Regions from separate parts of the Muntiacus reevesi genome. Here region 1 is linked to region 2. The links are chromatin contacts, called in public Hi-C maps. All regions are on one chromosome and are shown on one strand. The core of a region is the stretch at or near the end of the contact, and the rest is flanking DNA. Distances in the headings are between cores, read along the strand shown. Region 1 holds the start of KIF27 (kinesin family member 27). Region 2 holds the start of UBQLN1 (ubiquilin 1).

Region 1 (3,614 bases), core at 944-3,443, 240 kb after region 2:
GCTCCTCTGTCCATGAGATTCTCCAGGCAAGAATACTGGAGTGGGTTGCCATGCCCTCCTCCAGTGGCAACAGGCTGGCAGTACCTCAAAATGTTAAACACACAGTTATCACTTCACCCAGCAATGCTACTCTCAAATATATTTTCCAAAGAAATCAAAACATATGTTGACATAAAAAGTTGTAAATGAAAGTTCACATCTTGTTAGTATAAAAGTTAAAAGAAAAAGGAAGTAATAAGTAATCTATGTTTAAATGCAGATGAAAAGTAATCAGTTTGGGGTGGGGCTGAGCCCTATGGAGAAGGGCTCTCTAGTAACCGAGCAGACTAATGGACTAAAATAATATTTTCAGCACTACATGCAATGAAAATGTTAATTAAGGCACATTTAGTATTCACTAGCCTCTAAAAAGAACTCTGCAGCAGTACTGTGCATTTATAATTTGGGGAGTGGACAGTTTGAAAAGGATCACAGTAACAAAAAAAACATTTACATCACAGTACTAACAGCCCAATGAGAGTTAAAAAAATATCAGCTCCCCTGGGCTGTAAAATCCCAAAACAAGAGTCAACAAACAATCTTTAATGGCCAAACAGATGCACTTAACCTTGGCAGTTTTAATCATTCTAGTGAAATTCGGCACTGAAAAAACAAATACTCATAAATATGGGGAATCTTTTCTTGGATAAAAAAGGACTATACTCCATTTGGTATTGGAAACTTTTCCAAAGAAACTACAAGGATGTAGTATGATTTAGTTCTTCCAAATGTCTCTGAACACCTATATTAGGAGTTTTTACCACACAGATTAGTTTTTTTAATACCATCACATTAAAACAAAACAGTCTATGTTAAGCTAAACCTAACTACTTCCAGTAAAATTGCTAATAAAAGGTACAAGTATAATTGAGATGTTTTCACTTTATTGATTTTTTAAATAGGAGTATCTATAAACAATCTGAATACAAAGGCAACAAAAATCCACCTACTCTAATCACTAAAAACCAATAAGGGCCCATAAACATATAGCTAGCAAAAAAAAAAAAAATCAGTATAAAAAAATTTATTTTTCTTTTTAAAAAAATTCATAGTACTTATACTTCTTTAGATACTGATCAAATACAGCCATCAAAAGCATATATATTATCTCACCAGTAAATCTGACGAAAGGTAAAATATGACTGGCTGGTGGTATTTACGCACACGCAATGGAGTTTTGAAATCTGATCAAAGGAAGGAGAAATGTTTGATTACTGATGCCGTTACTGATTAGAAAGATGTCTCCAAATACTGTAGTCATCTTGTGCCTCTGGCTTTTCAATAGTAGTTATTATCTAAAAATTGTAGTTTGTAAGTAATAAATATTTTCGTAAGAAACTTTCTGGCAAATGAGTAGTGAGTCTCATAAGGATCTCAGAAAAGGCCCCAAATGCATTAAGAACTAGACGAAGAAGACAGGAAGCAAACATGGGGAAACAACGAAGCTTTCCAAATGGGAGGGGGCGAGGTTTTATTTTTAAAAGGTTTCAAAGAAAGAATCTGGGCACCCTTACTCTCAATTATCTCCGGCTGTAAGGGAGAGGGCTTTCCGACTTCTGCAGAGCTTAGAATGCAGCAAAGTTCCAACATCCGCAATGGAAAAAGGAGGCCTGTGGGGACAAAACGAAAGCACCACGGAGGGTGGGCCTTTCCCGTCCCTCTTCAGATCCCACAGCTCAAGTATGAACACAAGATAATACACAAGATCCGACTTCGTGCGGCTCGGCCCGGGGTTCCCGCGCGTCCCTATTCCTCAAGCCCCTCTATCTCATGGGGCACCCAACTTCCCCGGCCACTCGCCGGGGGACCCCAGCAACGACCTCAGGCCCCTCGGGCGCCCTCCTCCGTCTTGCTGACGCCCCAACCGCCCACCCCGCCAGCCAAGCCTCGGCGGGTCCCAGTCCCCCGGCCCGCACCCTCGCCTTCCAACCGCCTGTCGAGGACGCCGGCGCAGAGGACGCGCTGTCGCCGCACCAGACCCGGACCTCCCGCCCGGCCCGGCCCGCCTGCCACTCACAGACCGGTTCGAGAAAGCCCGTCTCAGGCGGCCAGCGCAGCGCAGGACTTCTCGGCTTCACTTCGCCCCGCCGCGCCGCCGCTACCGCCGCCGCCCGCGCCTTTTGTTGTTATGGGTTCTCCAGGCAACCGGCGGAGCTCGTGCTGACGTGCCCCGGCCCGTCAGGGCGTCCGGCGGCTCCCGGGCCCCGCCCCTGTCTGCCAAGCCCCGCCTCTGGACCCGCCCCGTGAGGGAGGAGCCAAGAACCGGCCGCCTCCCAGATTCCCTCCAAAGTAAAACCCCGGGACCCCTCTCACAGTGCTCAGCTGAAGTAACCCTCCACGAGTTTGTAAAGTGATTATGAGAAAGAGTCACATTGCTTTCAGTATTTTAGCTACGAATTCTATTTATTTTTATTGAAGTTACGTTCATAAAATGAACCATTTTAAGGTGTACAATTCAATGGCATTTTAGACATTCACAGTGTTGTGCAACCATCACCTCTACTTCCAAAACATTTTCATCATTCCAAAAGGAAAACCTAATACTGGTTAGCAACACTCCTATTCCTCTCTCCCCCAGCCACTGGAGACCACTAATCACCTTTCTAAAGAGTTACCTGATTTGGGCATTTCATAGTCGTAGAATCATACGTATTGTGGCCTTGTGGTGGCTTTTTTTTTTTTTTTTTTTTTTGGTTAAAAAACAATTCCCAGGTTTACTCCTGTAGTAGCAAGTATCAGGACTTTAATTCCTTTTTATGGCTGAATAATATTCCATCATGAGGACATACTACATTTTATGGATCCATTTATCAATTAATGGACACATGGTTTATTTCCACTTCAGGAATACTGTAAATAATTCTGCTGTGAACATGATATACAGGTATCTGTTTAATGTCTTTTTTTAAGTTCTTTAAGGTATAGACCTCACAATAAGAGATGAGGTCTTAAGAGGCCTCTGAAGACCCTCTCTCTCAAGAAGCTGTAAGAGTGACCCAGAGAGTCTAGGGAAATGGCACCAAGTGGAAAGCCCCCTTCTGGTTGGACATGGCTGGGGGAGGAAGCTGTCTCTATCTCTAACCTGAAGCAGAGTAATTGAATGGCAGCATAGGGAGAGCCCTGGAGTGGAACAGCCTACACTACCACCATCTGTTAGGGCAAGAACCTGTGATTTTCCTGTTTTCCATCTTGCCATCACAAATCCATCCTGTACACTTTCACCTGACCACAAATCTGCCTTTTGCCTATACTGTTTTTGCAGTGTTATGGAGAATATTACTACTTAGCAGCTGCAATGAGAAATCCATGTATGAAGAGGCACAATTTTGCTGAGAAGATGCTTTGTTAGTCTATACCCAGGTGGAAGTTAAGCCTCCTGAGAATGACTTGGTAGGTATTCAGGCTTCAGAGAAGAGGATGGTGATGCTCATGTGAACCTAGAGAGGAATATTTGACTGTTCTTGAGAAGGAATGAGAAAGACGGAGGAAGCCTCAGATGTTAGGAAGAGGCTGAGAGGCTGAATCAGAGAGGAAGGAAAGGCTAGCTGATAAACGAATTCCAGGGAGAACAGACA
Region 2 (3,336 bases), core at 287-2,786:
CACGATGCTACACATTCTTACTACTTGACAGAACACACCACCTTTCATAATCATATAAACAAATAGCGCAATTGTTATTGTTCCTTAAGGGAAACTTACAGGTACATTTCATTTTTGCTTCTTCATAAACTGTTCACACTGTCTTGATATCTGCTGATCAACTGTCTGAGATCAATTCAGTAATTACGGAAATATTCTGGGACGTATATTTAACAAAAACTAAAATGATTTGTTAAATTCCTCAAGATCATTAATTAACTGCAATAACTGTATTCCTGAATAGATTTTAAGCGGTAAATTACTTTTAAATTTCCTCCATTAACTCCAGGTTCGTGCTCTTTCATCTGACTGCAATTGCTAACATGTGAATAACGTAGCTATTCCTTTAAAATCAAACAAAAACCTCCCCAACGATTGGCATCTAAAGAATGACAAACACACTTAAAAAAAAAAAACAGAACCAGCAAGTCGTCAGTGAAAGTCATCATCTTTCTCCTTAAGCCTAGTTCTATTAAGATTTGGCTGAAAGCAATTTCTACGTCACAGCTCATTTTTTTTCTTTAAAGATTGGAAGGTGGGAAAGATTTCAGCGGTCAAAACGCAGAACTAAATGGACACGTGGTCCTCACCCCCAAATTTACTTTAACCCCCAGGCAGGTAAAACAATGAGCACCCCCTCTTTTTTTTTCCCTTCAAGAGACAAAACCGCAGACCAGGCTAAGTCAAACCCTCGCCCAGCCTCCACCCCGCCCGAGCCTGGCGGCGGGTCTCTTTCCTTTGTGCGGAGTCAGAGGGAGGCGGCTGGAGGCGGGGAGCTGGGGGAGGAGGCTGGGGTCGGCGGACGCCGGAGCAGGAGGAAGGCGCCGAGGAGAGCGGCATCAGCGCGTCCCACAAACAGGCCAAGAGGCCCCGCCACAAACCTCTGCGGTGTCCCCAGGAGCAAATCCACAAACCTGGGTGTGATCTAATTTGGGATCAGACCCAGGAGAAAGGCCGAGGGCACCTCCAGAGACGACCCCTTCCTCCCAAGCCCTTGCAAAACAGTCTCCTCCTGCCGCTGGCGAAGGTCCTGCCGCCATCCCCACCCCGCCCCAAGCCTAGCGCGGCCCTCACCTGCTGGACGGAGCTGTTCTCCGGCACTGCGAACTCCTCCTTCTCCTTCGGGGTCTTCACGGTGACTTTCATGATCTTGGGTTCCGTGGAGGCGGTGGCGGCTGGTGCGCCGGCACCTTCGGCCGCGGCGGCGTTGTCCTGGGAACTCGGAGGGCCGCCGCTTTCACCATTCTCGGCCATGGCGGCGGCGGTGACTCAGGCGCAAAGGAGGGAGCGGGTGAGCGAGCGGGAGCCAGGCAACGCCAGAGCCCGCCTGGCCGGGCAGCGGAGAATGTGAGGCACGCTGCCTCAGTGACAACTGGCTCAGGGCCTCCCTGGCGGGCGAGGAGCCGCGGAGCTTGGCGTGGGCTCCGGCGCAGGCCCGGGTCGGGCGCTCGGCAGCCGCCGTGTGTTCAGACGCCGATCAGTCGCAGCGACATCCGCAGCAGCCGTCGCCGCCGCCGCCGCCGCTTCCTCCTCCCCGCCCCTCCCCCTACGCCGCTCTGCCCGCGCCGCGCGGGGCACGCCGGGTAACGCGGCTGGCGACGTCGCCGAGTCATGCCTGGCCGGCGCCGTTTGGATCTCCGGGTGCTTTTCTTTCCCTCTCCCGCTCCATTGCCCAAACCGTAGGCGCGTCCAGAGTCAAGGACTAAAAACAGAGTGGGGTGGAAGAGGTCAGTTCATTTCTTCTTACCCCTTTCACCAAAATATAAATTTGGGGGTTCTGGGAGGCACCGTAAGGGCGCACGAGGATGACGTCACGGCTAGCGAAATTACTGGAAAGGGAGCTAGACCACTGGGCGCTGCGGCCGGAAATGCGCCTGCGCGATGGCAGGCCAGGTAGTTCTCCCCCACCCTCTCACCTCACTCCGGCGGTTACGGTGTGCATCCCCTAGGAGTCTGAGCTTGCTTCACGGTGTACCCCACTGGGAGGAGGGTCTGGAACAAATGCCCGCGAGGGTTTTTTGTAGTTGATCTTGAAATGTGCTTAAATGTTGCGTACTTTAAATTTTTTAAACGTTTGCTTTTACTACACAGTGCGCTAGAATTGAAAGATAAGTTAATGGACGAAAAAAAGCCTCATCATAAAGAAAGGAAAATGGAGGACACCCCTGTCGCCACCCTGCTCTGTTCCGAGCGGTCAGTGCTCTGGGGCCAGGGCTTCCCACCCTGGTCAGCCAGGTTTGGTCAGGGGATCAGGCCTCCTATGTTGGCAGCGGCGCTGAAAGCCCTGCTAGCAGCCCCCGGCTGAATTCTGTCAGTACTGCCCCGTAAGATGTTTGGGGCAGCAACATAGTATCCAAGGCGTGCTCTCCCGGCTGAGACTACATAATGTAGCCGCGGTGTTCATTTTATACTCTACCAAATTAACTTACTGCCCTGTTTCAGACTTGAGGTGACATCAAAGGGAGTCGTTCAAAAATTATTTTCAGTGTAATACATGTGTAAATAAGAAATAGGAAGTTAATTTTCCCCTAGAGAGTATTAAAGTTGAAATGACCTCATCACTTGCCTTTAAAGATGACTTGCAAGGAATGTATAACACTGGACATAAACTTTATAAACCAGTATTGCGCAAATGTAAACTTAGACACCACACCGTGACTCAGGTGTGGAAAGATACACTTTGTATTTCTGTTCTTAAACCATCCAGCTCTGTTCTGGCTCTTTTAAGTACTCTTGCATGAAGTCCGCTTCTGAAATCTGGGTCTCTGAAATCTGGGTCTAAGAAGTTCTTAACGTGTAAATTGCTATAGCGACGTCATTTCATATCAGCGAAGTTTCTGGCAGCATTTTTCAACATGAAGAAATTACACAGAGCTTTCTGCTAAAGAATGGCCGTTTACATATGTTTAGATGTGAAGTAATCATTACTCCTCAAGGTAGAAAGTTCCACCGTGGGAAACCATTTATATCTAACTCTGCACTTATGAAATTGCTCTGTGATTATCTGTGTGTTACATTAATTTCTAAAAAGTTTTGATGTCTGTGCACGATTTATGAAGTAATATAATTTATCTGTACGCATATACAGTATAGTAATTCATTATGGACCTTTTTAGAAACAACCCTACCCTCTAAGAAACCACTGAGGTGTGGCAAACTTTCAGAGACTAGATCCTAGGTATGTTGGGCCATGTGGTCCGTGTGTTCTCTGTCTCAAATACTCAGCTCTGCCCTAATATCACAAAGCAACCATAGACAATACATACAAGACTGAGCCTGATTATGTCCTGGTAAAAC

What was found. Hi-C and Micro-C count contacts between places; a contact is called where the count stands out from the background.
Region 1: a contact with region 2 is called in a Hi-C map of muscle, with 2.9 times the contacts expected there. The contact joins the promoter of KIF27 here to the promoter of UBQLN1 in region 2. A contact is called at or near these places in 2 of 3 Hi-C or Micro-C datasets (blood and muscle).

Annotation. Positions count from the first base shown.
Region 1 is chr10:9,742,883-9,746,496 of mMunRee1.1, forward strand. KIF27 (kinesin family member 27) reads right to left here and starts at 2,194. Exons shown (of 18, transcript XM_065946413.1): 1 at 2,057-2,194; 2 at 1,554-1,649. The coding sequence starts at 1,629.
Region 2 is chr10:9,503,009-9,506,344 of mMunRee1.1, forward strand. UBQLN1 (ubiquilin 1) reads right to left here and starts at 1,537. Exons shown (of 10, transcript XM_065946418.1): 1 at 1,114-1,537. The coding sequence starts at 1,293.